Linked DNA regions of Mus musculus: all the other regions are linked to region 6. The links are chromatin contacts, called in public Hi-C, Micro-C and promoter capture Hi-C maps. All regions are on one chromosome and are shown on one strand. Each heading gives the region's core, a stretch centred on a gene start, on an enhancer-like site or on the middle of the called end of the contact. The rest is flanking DNA. Distances are from core to core; before and after follow the strand shown. Region 1 holds the start of Plec (plectin). Region 2 holds the start of Cyc1 (cytochrome c-1). Region 3 has its middle 23 kb from the start of Gm35087. Region 4 holds the start of Ly6h (lymphocyte antigen 6 complex, locus H). Region 5 holds the start of Zfp41 (zinc finger protein 41). Region 6 holds the start of Mroh6 (maestro heat-like repeat family member 6).

Region 1 (2,700 bases), core at 176-2,675, 320 kb before region 6:
CCTTCCTGCCTAAGTCTGGCTAGGGGCGTGGTACAGGGAGAGCCCTGCCGCAGTGAGCTGGCTGAGCTGGCCTCAGGGAAGGCTTTGGGGACTGTTGGCTGAGCCTTCAGAGTTTCCACCCGCCACCGGTCTGTGTCTGTATGTTTGGAGTCTGCTGGGGCACCATGGCGACAGCCCATAAACCCGCCCCACGCACTGCTTTGTTGGCTGCCCGCCTGCCTCTGGCCAGCGCCTCCCACCGCAGGATCCCCCGCCTCCGCCCTATTTATAATCAGTTCCTGGGGTTGCAGTGCTTGGTGGGAATGGGTGTGTCCATTCAGGGAGAGCCTTAATGGCATGGGGGGTTTGGTGCGGCACCACAGGGAGAGTTGGAGTATTGGGTGGTGGCACCCAGCACAGGCTACATGCGTGTGGGACCCTCGGTTGTGAGGGCCCAGCAGAGGTGACAGCTGTGCTAGGCAGCCCTTAGGGCATGAGCTCAGTCCTCTTCCTTTCACTTCAGTTCCTGCTGGTGTCCTCGTGTCCTCTCCACAGCACCTGCCCCTCCGGCCACAAGTGGACACTCAGGCTGCCTGGGGGTAGGGAATTTTTGGATGTCAGGGCCACCAAGCCTGGGGTGTTAGGGACTTGGTGACTTTGATTCCCTATGGCAGCTGGGAGTCCCTGGCGTCCAACAGCTGCACTGAAGGTGTGGGAGGAAAGAGGCCTCACCCAGAGCTCTCTTCAGAGGTCTTGGACTGGAAAGTGGCTTTGTTTCTGGACCCACCCTAATCTAGCCTGTCGTGGAAGTGTTACGTTCCATGGTCATCTGGTGAGAGGGGCACAGTACTGTCCCTTTCCTTTTCTGATGGACAGCGGCAGTGGTGCCTGCCGCCAACTGTCTGTGCGTCCTGGCAGCTCCTCCCACTCTTCTCCTTCAGGTCTCTGGCCACCACCACACCCCAGATTCTTCTCCATACCCTAATCTTCCTCCCTTGGATTCTTTTAGTTTTCTACTTTGCGCAACCCCTCCTTTAGATAGCTATGGACAGATGATACCTCACCTCACCCTGAGATCACAGTGAGGGGGTGCTGTCCTTATGAGGACCCTCCTGCTCTCTCTGCTCCCTGTTTTCTGCCCATCTGTTCTCTTCTGAGGGGGGCGGGGTTGATTCTTGATCCATATTACACTCCGTCCTGCCTTCACACAGTCTTGAGAACCTTGAACAAGTGTTTTAGAAACACATGTAATTTCTGACATTGGAGCTATGTGGCCCGGGTGGGGAGGGGCAGTTTATTGGTGCCCCCCACTCTTCAAGGGGCCCCCGCCAGTAGTGGGTGGGAGGGACCGGCCCTGCTGCTGAGTCAGAGGGGGCCGGCCCAGGCGTCCTGGAGGGCGGGCAGGCGGGAGGCTCAGACAGGCAGCCTTGCCGGCGCAGGAATTCACAGAGCAAGGCTCTGGAGCCGCACTGCCCCTGAGCCTGCGCCCTTGTGCTTAGAACCGGAGCCTGCCTGCCTGTTTGCCAGTGGCCCCTGCTGCATCTTGTGCCAAAGGAGCTTCATCAGCCTCCTGGCTGTGCCCCACCTGCTGTCCTCACCCTGTGCTGACCGGCAGGCTTCCAGCAGCCATGGTGGCTGGCATGCTCATGCCGCTGGACCGGCTACGGGCCATCTATGAGGTGCTCTTCCGTGAGGGGGTGATGGTTGCCAAGAAGGACCGGCGACCCCGCAGCCTGCATCCCCATGTGCCCGGCGTCACCAATCTACAGGTCATGCGTGCCATGGCTTCACTGAAAGCTCGGGGCCTGGTGCGGGAGACCTTTGCCTGGTGCCACTTCTACTGGTACCTGACCAACGAGGGCATTGACCACCTACGCCAGTACTTACACCTGCCACCGGAGATTGTACCTGCCTCTCTGCAGCGTGTGCGCCGCCCTGTCGCCATGGTGATACCTGCACGTCGTCGCTCCCCCCATGTGCAGACCATGCAAGGTCCCCTAGGCTGCCCACCAAAGAGGGGGCCTCTGCCAGCTGAGGACCCTGCCCGTGAGGAGCGGCAGGTCTATCGCAGGAAGGAGCGTGAGGAGGGGGCACCTGAAACCCCTGTGGTGTCTGCCACCACCGTGGGGACCCTGGCCAGACCAGGTCCGGAGCCTGCCCCAGCCACAGGTCAGCTGAATTTTGGCTCCAGGCCGTGAGGGATGGGAAGTGACTGTAGGTGTTTTTGGTGTTGGGACTTAGGTCTGGTGGGCTCTGGGGGGCAGTACATTGTGTGTATGGTTCTGTTCATATCAGCAGGTGGCGCCCTTTCTGCTGGAGGGTGATGGGTGTTCTAGCCAGTGGACCCACGTGGCTTGTGCTCCTCTGGGTAAATCCTGGTGAGGGCGGGGCCTGAACGCCCCAAGACTGGCAGGACCAGCTGTTGGCATAGTCGTGTTTGTACCCCTCTCAGGCACTGTCCTTGCCCTTGCCCCCACCTCCTTCCCCCACCCTTTAGGGGCCCCTCTTTTCAGAAGTGGGCGTGTAGAGAAGATCTGCTGGCATGAGACTGACTCAGGCAAACCGCTTGTCCACTGAGGCTTGAGTCTGTCTTCCCCTATGGCCAAGTGGCTAAGATTCTGTATTACATGAGCAGTACTGAGGGCCCCCATGACTGGGTGCTTGGCCTGCTGGGAGTTGGCCATGATCTGGAGGTGGAGCGGCTCTAGATGAGATGGGAAG
Region 2 (2,700 bases), core at 36-2,535, 450 kb before region 6:
CACCAAGAACCCCATCACAACCTTTTAGTCCCTCACAGTTGAAACCACAATCCCTGTATCCTCCACCTTCTTTCGTGCCCACCCCCCCACCCTCCGAACCTCCTCAGCCAGCGCCTTGGCTTCTTCCTCCGTGTAGCACACTCCCACCAGGTGGCGGTACGCCACATAATCCATGCTGTGGCAGGAAGAGCACACCTGCTTGTATACCTGGAAACCCCTCCGAATGCTAAAGAGATAAAGAATTAGAGGAACTGAAGATTCGAATTCACCCGGGAACTTCCACCCCCAGCCCCGCCGCAACACACCCACCTGGTGTGGTCCAAGGAGGAGAGGAGGCCACGATGAGACCATGGGTAGCTGGGGGGGTGCAGCTCCAGGTCACTGGCACTCACGGCAGAATGAAGGGCCACAGCTAGCCCTGCACCCCCCGCGGCCAGCATGCCCAACGCTGACAGCATCACCTTTCGGCCTCGAGAAGGGCCAGACTTCGAGGACAAGGACACTGCCTGCAAGAGCCCCGCTCAGCACCTGCCAAGACCCCAGCAGCCCACCTGGGGATCTGAATGAACGCCCATGTCTTCCGCTCCACCTCCACCCCGCACTGGCCACCACCGCACGCAGAGCGCCCAAGGCACACACCGTGCCCAATGCCTGCTGGATCCCTTACTGCAGCCAACTCCTCGGCCACGGCTCGGCTCTGGAGGGCAAATGGAGAATGCTCGTGGAACTTAACCCAGGAGACAAGCCTAAGTGACCCAGAGTACTGCAGCGGACCAAGGTCACCTGCAGGCCGCTGAGGTCAGGCTGGGGTCACTGCAGGGTATCCGCCAGGTCCGGACAGCCGGCTTCGGCAGTCGCTCCGGGCGAGCCCTTCGCTGCAATCTCCCGTCCCGACCCCATCACAGTGGGACCCTGGGCTCAGAGCAACAATGCCCTGCCACTCCAAGGCGTGGGCACCCAGACCGGCTTTCTGGGTGTGCCGGCCCGGCGGCGGGGACCCCGTCGAGTTGTAGGAGGAACGCAGGAGACCGATGCCGGCGCGCGCCCGGAGCCTCCCCGCCGTGACCTTCAGGGCTGAGGGGCGCGCGATGGTCGGGGCCCGCGCCAGGACTCACCTGCGGTGTCCGCAATGGAAGCTGCCGGGACCGCGCGCCGCCCAGCAGACCCGGAGCACTTGCACCTGGAAGCCCCACGCCCCGCGGGCCCAGTACCGTCCGGCGAAGCGAAGCCGCCGCCGCCGCCATGTCGGCCCCCTTTAGTGCGGCCGCCGTTCCCGTCGGCCCCTGCGGGCCGACGAGAGCTCAGACCACGCGAGAGCAACACAGTGGGCGGACCTAGGCGGAGCTGGGTAGGGAGCTGTCCATCAGTGGACCAGGACTGTCCCTTGCCCGGCTCCTCTAGTCCGGGTTGAGCCTGGCCGCAACTCTAATTACAATGACAACATCTGCTTTGTTTGTTTGTTTGTTTTTCTGGCTTCTCTACTATATCCCCAGTTCCTTCACCTCGGCCCCGCGAATCACGCCCTCCAGTTGAGCCACTGGATAGTCTTCTGAGAGCTTGCTCATCCATGGCCTGTGTGGGATTAACAGCAGCTCTCCCCTGCTCCACAGGCGACCCAGCATAGAAACTTCCCCTGACTAACTTTCTTTTAAACCCTCATATAAAGTCCATAATTCAATTTTCTTAATGAGAGCATATCTAAGTGGGGGTACCCGTCCATTACAAAGATAAGCTGCAGCTCCCTCTGGATGTAAGGGACTGATCACTGTGGCACTTGGTGCTGCCCTTTTTTAAAATCTACATTGACACTGACACTGTAGCTGTCAGACACACCAGAAGAGGGCATCAGATCCCATTACAGAGGGTTGTGAGCCACCATGTGGTTGCTGGGAATTGAACTCAGGACCTCTGTACTTAGCAGACAGTGTTCTTAACCACTGAACCACTTCTCCAGCCCCCATCAAAACTATTCTCAGTAGCTCAAGACAGAAACAACCCGTCTATGTCTACCAGCTGGTGAGTGGATAGACAAAGCATGGCACACCCATATGGGTGAACTTTTTCATTCTAGTGTGAGATGTGAGGCATGGGAGAAGTGCCAGCATGCATGAACCTTGAGCTCACCATATGAAGTAGAAGTCAGACACAAAAGACAAAAAAAAAAAAAAAAAAAAAAAAAAAAAAAAAAAAAGCTGAGAGTGGTGGCTCAAGCCTTTAATCCCAGCACTTGGGAGGCAGAGGCAGGCAGATTTCTGAGTTCGAGGCCAGCCTGGTCTACAAAGTGAGTTCAGGGCTATACAGAGAAACTGTCTCGAAAAAGCCAAAAAAAAAAAAAAGACCACATGTATATGATTCCGTTCACCTAAGTGGGCGAGTACACAAAAGCAGAAAGCAGACTAATTCTGCCAGTATGAGGGGTACAGGGATTTGGGTGGTGGTGGGGTGATGACAAGGTTCTTCCAAGGCAGGTGAGAGCTGACTGCTGGCTCAGGAGACAAGCGAGCAGTTTGTGTACCTGTGAAGAGCGTCACACTCAGTGTGCCACGACAAATCTCTGTGATGGCTGAAGCCTGGCCTGGAATCAGCGGCGCAGTGAGAGTTCCCACCATGGCAGGTCGAGATGAAGCAGGAGAGGCATGTGACAAGGGGCATTGTTTCACAACTCCCCATGGGGTGTGTAAAATACATGACTGTTCAGCC
Region 3 (2,700 bases), core at 170-2,669, 270 kb before region 6:
TAAGACAGGGTCTACCTCGCTGTATAGCTCTGGTGTCCTGGAACTCACTATGTAGACTAGGCTGACTTCAAACTCATAGAGATCTGCCTGCCTCTGCATCTGGAGTGTTGGGATGAAAGGTGTGTACGACGTTCAGCCAGTGGCTCGTCTCCGTGGACATCTCCTCAAAGGACAGGGTTTCTTGTTCTTATTCACTCAGAATAAAAGCTTTATCATGTGGAAAAGCACCTGCAAGATGGGACTTGAACATTCCTCAGCCCAGCCTCTTAAATCTATGCATTACAAAGTCAATTGCTCATCTGCAGGAGCTCTTGGAAGTCAACCATCATCTGTAAACTGACATACGGGGCATGGGGGTGGGTGAATCTTTTATCTGTATTTTTTTTTCCTTCTTTCTCTCTGAGAAGGTCTTAGTACACACAAGCTAGCCTTGACCTCATCGTGTAGCCCAAGCTGGCCTTGAACTTGACCCTCCTACTTCAACTCTCTACATGCTGGGGTTACAGGCATTTGTCACTTATATAACCCTGTATAACCCTTCCCTAATGGGGCCTCTAGGTACCCAAATGCTGGGACAGGGACATTTCTGTCTATGAGAACGTAACAGATTGGGAACACCAAGCACACAGTGGACGATTCCCACGCCCCCATCAGAGCCCTGCTTGCTGAATTCACCAGCCTTGATTCTCACACATTCCAGAGCCTGTTAGGAGGAAAGTCTGAATCCTCCAAATGACAAGAGTCAGCAAGATATCCAGGAGGGTGGTGCAGTATCAAGAGAGGGCATTTGCTGTAGGACTGGATGGGGCCACCGTTTAAAGGACTATTAGCCACAGAAGGTCAGAGAAGAATAGATGGGAGTCATTAAGGACCTTAGGCTCGTCTTCCCTTCCCTGGGTTCCTCTTTCAGGTTTGGTCAAAAGATGTTGGGCCCTGGGGCCCTGGGCGACACTGGATGGCCAGGCTGCTGGCTGGGCCCCTGTCTTCACCCTCACATCTCACCAGTTGAGGCCCTGCCTGGCCCTCCTTGAGGACAGGGGTTGCAAGAGACAGATCGGGATATATGCTAAAAGCACTTCAAATTTCTCCCCTGGCCTGACCTTTCTTCTGTCTTGGAGGCCAGCTCAGAGCTGCTCCAGCAAGGACCCCTGGGCTGAGGAGCCGCAGAGCTGCAGAGTCTCAGAGTCGCGGAGTCGCAGAGCCACCTCTGAGATGCACTGTTGTGTCACTGACTTCTCCCTTAGTTGTTTCATGACTTCATGTGTGTATTTTAACAAAGCAGCCAGGCGCTGTTATGAGACGCGTCCAGCAGAGGGTAGCAAAGGCTCTTGTTCCAACAAACTCAAGGGCTCCTGGCTCATGCGTGTTGCCAACAGAAGAAAGAGGGTATTGTGTTGGATCTGAGAGGAGCCACCTCAGCTCTTGCAGGACCAAAGGCCTGGGCAGCCTGACATCATCTCAAACAACCCGTGCCCTTGACACTTGAACACACAGCTGACCAGGGTCTCTGGAGAGACGTCGCTGTCTGGGGACAGCAAACAGCCAGTGAGTGCATCCTGGAACAGACTCTCCTCACACACAAGATTCCATATCGCCAAACACCGTGACCCCAGGCAGAAAAGCTTTAGGAAACTCATTGAATAGGAGTTCTTCTAACTGATAACTTCTCTCTCTTTTTTAAGACAGGGTCTCACTATGGAGAGGAGATGGGCCTCGAACTCACCTACCTCTGCCTCTTGAGTGCTGAGATTAAAGGCTTGTGCCACCATGCCCCTCCCCACCACTACAGACACTCTCTCTTAAAATATTTTTAGATGGATTTGCGTTTCGTGTGTGTGAGTATTTTGCCTGCATGTATGTCTTGTGTATCATGTGTGTTCTGGTATTTGTGGAAGCCAGAGGAGTCCCCTAGAATTGGAGTTACAGATGGGGTGAGCCTCCATATGGATGCCAAGAATCAAGCCTAGGTCTTCTGGAACAGTAAGCCAGTGCTCTTAATCCTGGAGTATTTATTAAAAATAGATCCCGGTTACTGCATATAATATATAAAGGAAAAGAATGTGCATTTTGTTTTATTCAAGTCTCTTTGGGCATGAGGAGGAAGATTGTATGACCAACTGGTCAAAGGAGATGAACAATAGCCCTGGAAACATAGTGGGTGCCTTATAGCCTCAGCCAGTGAACCTACAGGCCTGATTTGCATGTGACCACAAGATTGAGCAGGAAGTAGGAAAACATTGGGAAGAGAAGTCAGCCTACAGTGTAGATGACACTCAAAGCAGGTTTGGTGCCATGATGTTCCAAGATCCTCTCCCACATGACCCCTTAGGGTTGCAACCCGGCCTCTAAAGGATCTGACATTTCCCTATGCCAGCAGGCTCTAACCCTGCTAATGCTGCGACCCTTTAGTGCACTTCCTAATGTTTTGGTGACCCCCCACCCATAAGGTTATCTCACTGCTACTTTATAATGGTGATTTTGCTACTGTTATGACTCCTGATGCCAACACTTGCATCTGCTGATGGTCTTAGGCAACGTCTGTGGAAGGGTTGTTCACCACCGAAGAGGTCACGGCCCCCCATGGGTTGATAGCCTGTGCCTTCTGACATCATCTTCGGAGAATATCTCAAATGAGAGAATGTGTCTAAATCCAAAAGAAAAAAAAAGGAAAGAAAGAAAGAGAGAGAGAGAGAAGGAAAG
Region 4 (2,700 bases), core at 91-2,590, 320 kb after region 6:
TAGTCGTGTCCCAAGCCGGTCATTCCTTTCCCTCCCTGTACTTGGCTAATCTTTCTGTCTTTGTTGGATTCTTACACTTTGGGGCATTTCATGTAAATAAAAGGGTGTGACATGTAGGGTGTTTGTTGCTTCCCCCCCGCCCCCCCAGATTTCTTTTTCAGTGATCACCTCCTTTTCCTGGGAGTCCTTTTAAGGCCTGCATTGGTCTTTTTTCATGTGAGCGAAGTTTCTTTCTGTCAGGTAAACTTGCGGTTTGGCTTGGGGTTGTGTGTTTCTTCTTCTAGCATGTCTTAATAAGCACATTGGCTTTGTGTTCGAGGAGGTTTGTTAGTGTTGAGGGAAATCTAGTCAGGCCGCCTGCCTTTTCAAGCTGCGGCATGATGAACAGGGGTTCAAGGACCATTTACTCCCCTAAAAACACTTCTTACCTAGAAGCCTCACCAAGCCTCTGCTCTGCAAGAATCCATACTATAGCTCAGCCTGTCAACCTGAGTGCAGGCTCAGGCACAGCTGCTCTCACCCCAGTCTGATGGCAGGCTGGCTCTGGGCTCCACAATGGAGTGGAGTGCGGGACTTCTTTTGCAGAGAATTGTGTATGAACTAATTCTTATCCTCGGCACTCTCTTCATCTAGATCCCTTCTTCAAAGTGTCTAGTCCCTCTATTCCTCAGCACTTGTGAACTACTCAAGTGCTCACGCTGTTTGATCACCTGGTGACTTGTGTGACCCTGGGCAGGAGGAGGCTCTATTGCTAAGTGTTCTCCTTACCTGTAACTCAACACCGAGACACCAAGGCAACATGCATCTATAATGTGCTGTTTAGATCAAAGAGAACAGACTATACGCTCAGACTGACAGCAGAGGTTGTCACATCTAGCAAGGACTTGGTATTAGTGACAGTCATTTGTCTGGTATGAGGTTCTGTGGTGGGGGTGGGGCGGGCGGGCAGAATCCAAGGTGTGCTAGCTGCTTTTTCCAGGGCCTAGGGTTTTGAACACGGAACACCTTTCCTCCTGTGTGACAAGGGAGCGAAGGGAGCTGTGGCTTACCCTGAGCCCAAGAGAGCTGGAAGGGCAGGGGGGGAGCAGGAGCCCAAGGTGTGAACCTGGTGTGATCCTTACACAGGGGCCAGGATTGTCATCTCTGTGTGTGGGTGTGGTTGGTAACAAAAGTCCCTAGGGCTGAGTTGCCGGTGGGCGTCGTCATGGGCACTCTTAGGAGTAGAATTGGCTGGAACTATCGGATGCGAGGTGGATGCTGGGGAGGGAGGAGCCCCAAGGCTGGGCGTCTGAACCCCACAGCCCTACCTCTCCGCTTCCCTCTTTCGCTGCGTCTTTGTGCATTTTGCTTCCTTTAGCAGCCAAAGCTCTTCCGAGAATCTGCAAGGGACCTCGGCCAAGCAGAGTGGGAGGATCCTCCCACGCCGGGTAGGGAGGTGGAAAAGGGTGGGGGGCTGCTGCGGCGGGAGCAGGAGCGGGAGACCTAGAAGGGGCGTTGCGCGCGGACGAAAGGCGCCGAGGCCGGGTAGGGCGACCTGCTGAGTGGCCTCCAGCCCTGGGCGCCCCCCACCCCGCGCGTCTCCCAGCTGTGCGAGGCCCCCGCCCCGGTTCCGCCCCGCCCCTCGCGCGGGGTCCGCGTCTGCGGCTGCGTTCCCCGAAAGACGAAGCTGCGCCCCGGTTCCGGTCCGCAGGGAGACCGAAGGGCATCGCTCCCCGCGCCGTGCCCGCCGCTGAGCCCGGAGTGCGGACACCCCAGGGATGTGAGTGCGCCCCCCACCCCGAGGCCCGCACTCCACGCCCCGATTCGCGGTGAGCGCCGAGGCGCGCGCGCGGGGACCAGGGGAGGGGACTCGGCGCGGGGTTCCCGGCCCCCCAGCCCAGGGGTGGGGACGAGGACGGGGACGCGGCGCGCAACCCTCCCCCGCCGGCAGGTAAGGTGCGCTCCCTCCTCCCGCTTTTCCTGTCCGGACGCACCTACAGCTCCTTGGGGAGAGAAGACAATCTCCCCACGCAGGTGCAGGGCGAAGGCTGCGGGGACCTCGGGTGGCCACCTCACCGGAGAGGGCAGACCTCTTTTCCCTGGAGGGGAGGCTGTGATGGTGGATGCTCCCGGTGATGGGTTGGGGGTGGGGCATTGCGAGCTCCTGGACCTCCCCCCCCCCCCCCGCGCGCTTTTGATTCCTGGGGGATGGTTACATCTTCAGGCCAGAAAAGGGAAGGGTGTTTAGGGTTGGGTCCTCTGACCGAGGCTATTCCCCTCCAGGCCTGCGCCCCAGAGGACCCCCGCCTGCAGCCCCCGCGCCTCTTTCAGGCCCTATCGGAGCATGCTGCCTGCAGCCATGAAGAGCCTCGGTCTGGCGCTGCTGGCCTTGCTTCTCTGCCCCTCGCCGGGTGAGTCGGGGGCCCGCGGGGAGGGGTCATATCACGGGAAGCACCACTCTTAGATCTCAGCTCCAGCCACCGGGGGCTCTCCCCACACTCGAGGGCATCCAGCGCCTTTCCACCTTTCTTCTAGTACTGCGCAGATGTCCCTCATTCTCAGAGGTTCAGCGAGCTTCCTATTAAGTCGGGTGGACCTTTCCTGTCTTGGAACCTACCTATCTTTGGGGGTGCTGTGTGTAGGAGTAAGAGGATGCGGGAGGCAGGATGTGTAGGCACAGCACAGGGTCAACCTGGAGGCCCACTCTGGGTCTTGTGGGAG
Region 5 (2,700 bases), core at 139-2,638, 270 kb after region 6:
AGCAGACAGAACCACGGTCGTCTTGCTTCTGGAGGCAAAAGCATGAACAACAGGTCAGAGGCAGCTCTTAGCTCTCTGCAGCTCCACTGTCTTTCCAGCTGCTCACATGATGAGCCCCTCAGACTAAAGTGGACTCCCCAGAGCTCTAGCCCCAGGCCTATAAGCTGAGCTCAGAGCCTCTGGTCCACTGTATGCTCATCTCTTTGAGTGACTCTCTCACTCAGCCACAGACACTCCTGGGCCTGAAGACAAGATTTTCACTCATCCCAGAGAAAGCCATAGCCATCATGGACCGATGGCCATTTTCCACCTCCCCAAACAGAACCTTCCCCGTTCTTCCTTATCCTCTCTACCCGCCCACATTGGGACTGTGCAAACACCCTGGAGTAGGAAGTAACTCTACCATACAACAGCCTGGTTCTGAGCCTGGAAAACTCAGGGCTCTCCTCATAATCCACAGCAAACCCCATCAGACCCCCAAAGGATGCCTCTTGTATTGATGAGGCTCTCTCTATGTGACCCCTCTTTATCTCTAAACCTGCACCATCCCCTTTACTCCCAGAGGCCCAAAGGGGTGGGCTCTGCTGGCAGTTCCATCTAGAGCACCCACACTTTCCCAAAAACACTTTGGGAACACACTGTATTTTGTTCTAAGCATTTGACAAATACCCACATATCTAACCCAGCAGATAAAATTCTTATCCGGATTCAGAGTCCAAGATCCAGGCGGCTAGGTGACTGTTTGCTCTATGTCAGCATCTGAAAGTGTTTGTCTTTTGTGGGACAGCTCAGGAGACACCTGAGAGTCCCTGTCTGCAGCATCACTCAGTACCAATTCAAACACCATCACTCTGGTGAGAGGAATGACAAGCGGGACCCAGGTGTCTGTGTCTGCTCACCAAGGACCATCCTCACTGAAAACTTAAATAGTCATTAAAACCAGAGAAGACCCCAGCGACTTAGCTTATTGCCCCCTCTCTTCACAGGCCTGTGCACAGGAGTAGGTGCGAGTGATTCAGGCAACTTAGTTGAATTCCGCTGACCTAGGGACTCAGGTCCATCAAGGAGCTGCTGGAGCCGGCAGGATAAGGCGCTCAATGCATCCAGCAACAAGGGGCTTCGCTAGGTAGCCCGGCCCACCTTCCCCGCCTCCAAGGACCTCTGCAACACCGCCGAGGTGGTCCACAGAGAAACGACTCAGAAGCCGGCCTTCGCCCGGTCGGGGCTACCGTGCACACACGCAGAGAGTACCTGATGGGTGCCGAGCACAGACGCCGGCGGAACGTGGCCGTAAGCAGGCTGACCGGCGGGCGGGCGACCGTTAACAATGCCCACTTGAGCCCGCCACTCCCGCGCCTAAAGGCGCCCGCCCCTCTGGTGCCGCTCTACCTTCCCCGGCCTCTCGGTGGTGCTGCCGCGCACCCTAAGCCCCGCCCACCGCTCGAAACCCACTCCAGTGCCGCTCTAGGACCCTTGCCGGGTTCTCGGTGGTACCGCCGCAAGCTCCGGAGCCCCGCCTGCTCGTTCACGCCCTTCTGGTGTCGCTCTAGGAGCAGCCGCCCGGCCTCTCTGTGATCCCGTGCTGCGGCCGTAGGCCCGCCTACCTCTCCCCGCCCCTTCGGGTCGGCTCTAGGAGACACTGCCCTCGCTCCTTGTGATGCTGTGGCTGCGGGCTCGAGCTTCGCTTGAGAGGATGCTAAGCAGGCGTCTGTGCCTGTGCAAGCTTCTGGGCTGCGGGCGGCGCCTTTCTCCCGGCGTGCGCCTCTTCTCAGGACTCCAAGCCTTCTTCTGCAGGCTTCGTGTTATTTCTCAGTCATCGGGTTTGCCATCTGTGGCACGCCGGGATGGCGGACCCAGTAGTGCACGGCCTGTAGCCCCCTGGAATCATCCGACCCCGCCCCTCCTTTCCGGCAAAGCCAGGGTCCCCTGCTCTGTCCTTAACGCGGGCCTTTACAGATATTTAAATCTAGTCACTTCTTGTGCTCTTTCGACTTTCTGGGTATATTCTCCACTATTATATTTGGTTAGGCTGGCTTAGAACTAGCAATCTCTTGCCTCGGTCGAGTCCTGGGACGATAGGTGTGGCCCACGGCGCTTGGAGAATGAAGTTATGAGAAACGAATCGAGAGCTGTTGTGTGCTTGGTGAAGTCTCCCTGGGGGCGCCATTTTACATGACTAGTACACAGTGTTAGTGCCTCCTGTGCTGCAGAAGCCTGTATCAAACCTCTAACAGACCCTTTCTTTAAGTGTCGTCTCCACCTCATCCGTTTAGATTCAACGCCAACATGCTAGATAAATGTAATTGTCCAGCGTGCAACTTGGCGGAGCTTGCCGATTATCATTCAGGCATCGCTGTCTAGATTCACAAGAGTGGCTGTGTATTGAATGGTGGTTCATTCAGCCTCCTGAACAGCTGCCTCTGCGCTGTGTGCATCACAGCTTTGGGATCCTTTGTCCACTGAAGGACGTGTTTACAAGGTTGTTGGGAAGCAGCGCCCCCCCCCCCGCCCTCCCCCCGTGCTGTTTCATTTCCCTGGGACCGTGCCCAGGAAGGCAGTTGCTAGGTCCCAAACTGCATGTTGCCTTTTGCAAGAAACAGACAAGCTGCTTTCCAGAGAGCCTGTGCCATTTCTCATTCATTCCTACCAGTGGCATGGGGCTTTCTGGCTTACCAGCATTTGGTACAGGGAGGTAGGGCA
Region 6 (2,700 bases), core at 150-2,649:
GTCTCAGTTTCTGACCCAGTAACCGAGGAAGGAGGAGGAGATTTAAAAAGCTGAGGATCCAAGGAGCTGCCTCAGCGAGGGCTGGAGCTGTCTGGGTACAGCAAGCTAGGTAAGACTCAGGAAGAATTGCTCCAGAGACAGTTGGAGTGTCTTAGGCACCCTACCATTGTTGTGAAGAGACGCCATGACCATGGCGACCAACTCTTGGCAAAGAAAGCATTTAATTGGAGGCTTTCCTATGGTTTCAGAGGTTAGTCCATGATCAATGATCATCATGGTGGGGACATACATGCAGGCACGGTAATGGTGACAGAGGGGAGAGTTCTACATTCTGAAAGAGACCCTAGCCTTGGCATGTGCTTTTGAAACCTCAAAGCCCACCCCTGTGACACACTTCCTTCAAGAAGGCCACACCTCCGGATCCTAATCTTAGAATAACACCGCTCCCTGGTGACTAAGCATTCAAATGCATGCGCCTTTGGGAGCCATTCTTATTCAAACCACCACATGGTTTGGTTCATGGCTTGGTGGGAGGCAGAGTTGGGGCTTGGGTAGCCCGAGGTATAGGAGCTGAAGAGCGTGAATGCCCACTGCTTGGAATACTTCCCCATGCACTTCCGCCTGGAGCAGTCTGTCAGACTAGTTCATCTAGCTTCCCTGGCTTAGCGCTGGGCAGTGCCTATAGTGTGGTTGGGTGGAGAGCGGGGATTTAGGGTAGAGGTTGGGCCAGCCCTGGGGAGCATGAACCTGGAAAGGAAGACAACCGGGCGAACAGTATACATACACACTGCCTACGCAGACACAGGGAAGACAGTCTCAGAGAAGGAGGGGCTGGACAGACAGGGCATGAGACATACCACCTCGGGACTGGCAAGGATGCAGAGGAGCCCGCATCAACAATAGTGGGCACTTGCAAATGTATTTAGGAGGCATCACCAGCCTCACCTCATTTGCTCCACACCCCAAGTGTTTCAAGTTCAGGGAGAATGACAGTACCTGACCACGCCCGTTCCTAGGATATTTGGCTATGTGGTCTAGCCCAGCCCCTGACCCTACTGGGGCTTCCTCAGAAGGATCTAAAACTGCCCTGGACCCCTCCCCCAGGCAAGAGGGGGATGGGCAGTTGGGTTAAAGACCTTTCTCTCCTCCACGATAGTCCATGATCTCCATGGACACTGGTGGGCAGGGCCAGACTATGCAGTGGCCATGTCCCACTTGGCTCCAGCAGCCTGGGCAGACACCCTTCACAAGTCCATGCTAGGATATCTCTGTGATTGAACAGCCAATCACTGGCACATGCTCAGACTCGCATGTACCTACGTCTATGCCCACGCCACCACGCCTGTCTGTAGGCCCGCCTGTGGGCCCGCCCGGGGCCTGATTCTAGGTCAGGTCTGGACACAACTTCACTGGAAGAGTGGTGGCAGGTGCCGCTGGTAGGAACACTATGGCTGGGGGTGTGTGGGGTCGGGGCCGGGACGGCCGGGACGGCCCTGTGGGCTCCCTAACTCTGACAGCTCTAGCGGAAGGAATCCGGGCTAGCCAGGGGCAGCCTGTGGGACCCTCTTCTACAGGCCCTCAGTCTGATCCCCAGGAGCTTGGGCCCGAGCCTGAGCCCTATATTCAAACACTCACCCCTGCCTTTGAGGCCCAGCCTGGGAATGAAGTGGTTGCCCCCACAGCTGGTAGTGAGATCTATTCCCCACACAATGCCCAGGAGCCAGCCCCCGAGAGACCGTACCAGGTGAGTAAGAGGGCAGATGCTGGATGATGCAAAGTTTGGCTGTTCACTTGGGCACTAGAAAGACAAGAAGTACGGGGGGGGGGGGGGCATTGAGGAGTCCTGAGGGTAAACGGATGGAAAAGATCATACGGGAGGAAGGTTTGTCGCCATCTGAGGGATGGGAAGACTGGAGGACTAGGGAGGATAGTTGAGATCGGCTTGGGGACTTCAGAAACTCCACGTTTCATTCTTCCATCATAGGCTTCCCAGTATTCCTGGGAGGAAGGAACCCTTGCAGACCTTGCGTTGTATACAGCTGCCTGTCTGGAGGAGGCTGGCTATGCCGGGACCCAGGCAACAGCGCTCACTCTGTCCTCAGCCCTGGAAGCCCGGGGGCAGCGGCTGGAGGACCAGGTTAGCATCCCCATCCAGAGAATCCTGCAAGCCTCCCTTCAACCTCGACCACACTCCCCCTAAAGGCTGCTCTGAGTGTAGGGAGGTGCGGTGCTGGCAAGAGTTTCCTTTTGAGGTCCTGGGGCTCTAACTACTGACGTTTGTTCCTTTTACCCAGGTCCACGGTCTGGTGCGTGGGCTGCTGGCACAGGTCCCTAGCCTGGCAGAGGGGAGACCCCGGAGGGCAGCCCTACGGGTGCTGAGCGCACTGGCTCTGGAGCATGCGCAGGACGTGGTGTGTGCGCTGCTACCCAGTTCGCTACCCCCGGACCGGTAACCCTCCCCGCCCAGCCGCGCTGCGCTGCCCCACGCGGCTTCCTTCCCCCTTCCCGCTTGATAGCTTGGTCATAGGATCTGGTTCCTGCAGCACCGGGCAGTAAGGGAATAGGGCCCCGGAAATCCCTTCCCCTAGACTTTTGCTGGTGTTACACCACCATACCTGGGTTTAGTTTAACTCTGACACTCTCCTCTCTCTCTCTCTCTTCTCCTTTCCCTCCATCCCCTGCTTTTTACCTGAAGATGTG

Evidence for each region. Hi-C and Micro-C count contacts between places; a contact is called where the count stands out from the background. Capture Hi-C pulls out chosen DNA fragments and counts their contacts.
Region 1: a Micro-C map of embryonic stem cells shows a contact between it and region 6, with 2.7 times the contacts expected there. The contact joins the promoter of Plec here to the promoter of Mroh6 in region 6. A contact is called at or near these places in 6 of 39 promoter capture datasets (cranial neural crest, embryonic stem cells, hippocampal neurons and 2 more), 5 of 484 Hi-C or Micro-C datasets (B cells, CD4 T cells, CD8 T cells and 2 more), 5 of 115 datasets of contacts at active chromatin or transcription factors (embryonic stem cells, extraembryonic endoderm stem cells, memory CD8 T cells and 2 more) and 2 of 9 other capture datasets (adipose tissue and pancreatic islet).
Region 2: a promoter capture Hi-C map of pancreatic islet shows a contact between it and region 6. The contact joins the promoter of Cyc1 here to the promoter of Mroh6 in region 6. A contact is called at or near these places in 4 of 39 promoter capture datasets (cranial neural crest, embryonic stem cells, erythroid cells and 1 more), 1 of 115 datasets of contacts at active chromatin or transcription factors (pancreatic cancer cells) and 1 of 9 other capture datasets (pancreatic islet).
Region 3: a contact with region 6 is called in a Hi-C map of the N1E-115 cell line, with 10 times the contacts expected there. The contact joins the enhancer-like site here to the promoter of Mroh6 in region 6. A contact is called at or near these places in 7 of 39 promoter capture datasets (the 3T3-L1 cell line, 3T3-L1-derived adipocytes, the HPC-7 cell line and 5 more), 8 of 484 Hi-C or Micro-C datasets (the Ba/F3 cell line, CD8 T cells, the G1E-ER4 cell line and 4 more), 7 of 115 datasets of contacts at active chromatin or transcription factors (embryonic forebrain, embryonic midbrain and embryonic stem cells) and 1 of 9 other capture datasets (pancreatic islet).
Region 4: a contact with region 6 is called in a Micro-C map of embryonic stem cells, with 2.0 times the contacts expected there. The contact joins the promoter of Ly6h here to the promoter of Mroh6 in region 6. A contact is called at or near these places in 1 of 39 promoter capture datasets (hippocampal neurons) and 5 of 484 Hi-C or Micro-C datasets (cortical neurons and embryonic stem cells).
Region 5: a Hi-C map of erythroblasts shows a contact between it and region 6, with 2.7 times the contacts expected there. The contact joins the promoter of Zfp41 here to the promoter of Mroh6 in region 6. A contact is called at or near these places in 3 of 39 promoter capture datasets (the 3T3-L1 cell line, erythroid cells and liver), 6 of 484 Hi-C or Micro-C datasets (the N1E-115 cell line, embryonic stem cells, erythroblasts and 1 more), 2 of 115 datasets of contacts at active chromatin or transcription factors (astrocytes and embryonic stem cells) and 3 of 9 other capture datasets (adipose tissue, liver and pancreatic islet).

The regions. Positions count from the first base shown.
Region 1 is chr15:76,205,046-76,207,745 of GRCm38.p6, reverse strand. Plec (plectin) reads left to right here and starts at 1,425. Exons shown (of 33, transcript NM_001163540.1): 1 at 1,425-2,148. The coding sequence starts at 1,608.
Region 2 is chr15:76,342,108-76,344,807 of GRCm38.p6, reverse strand. Cyc1 (cytochrome c-1) reads right to left here and starts at 1,285. Exons shown (of 7, transcript NM_025567.3): 1 at 1,116-1,285; 2 at 310-506; 3 at 100-226. The coding sequence starts at 1,244.
Region 3 is chr15:76,154,735-76,157,434 of GRCm38.p6, reverse strand. No RefSeq gene overlaps it. Among named protein-coding and RNA genes, the nearest start is that of Gm35087, 23 kb to the right of the region's middle. Within about 2 kb of position 1,419, at least 82 of the 459 cell types and tissues checked have an H3K27ac peak or open chromatin away from gene starts, as enhancers often do. A contact at or near this core is called in the N1E-115 cell line, where this site is marked.
Region 4 is chr15:75,565,822-75,568,521 of GRCm38.p6, reverse strand. Ly6h (lymphocyte antigen 6 complex, locus H) reads left to right here and starts at 1,340. Exons shown (of 4, transcript NM_011837.3): 1 at 1,340-1,759; 2 at 2,263-2,390. The coding sequence starts at 1,758.
Region 5 is chr15:75,615,372-75,618,071 of GRCm38.p6, reverse strand. Zfp41 (zinc finger protein 41) reads right to left here and starts at 1,388. Exons shown (of 3, transcript NM_001044718.2): 1 at 1,252-1,388; 2 at 1-28.
Region 6 is chr15:75,887,471-75,890,170 of GRCm38.p6, reverse strand. Mroh6 (maestro heat-like repeat family member 6) reads left to right here and starts at 1,399. Exons shown (of 14, transcript NM_001282443.2): 1 at 1,399-1,744; 2 at 1,985-2,137; 3 at 2,295-2,449. The coding sequence starts at 1,448.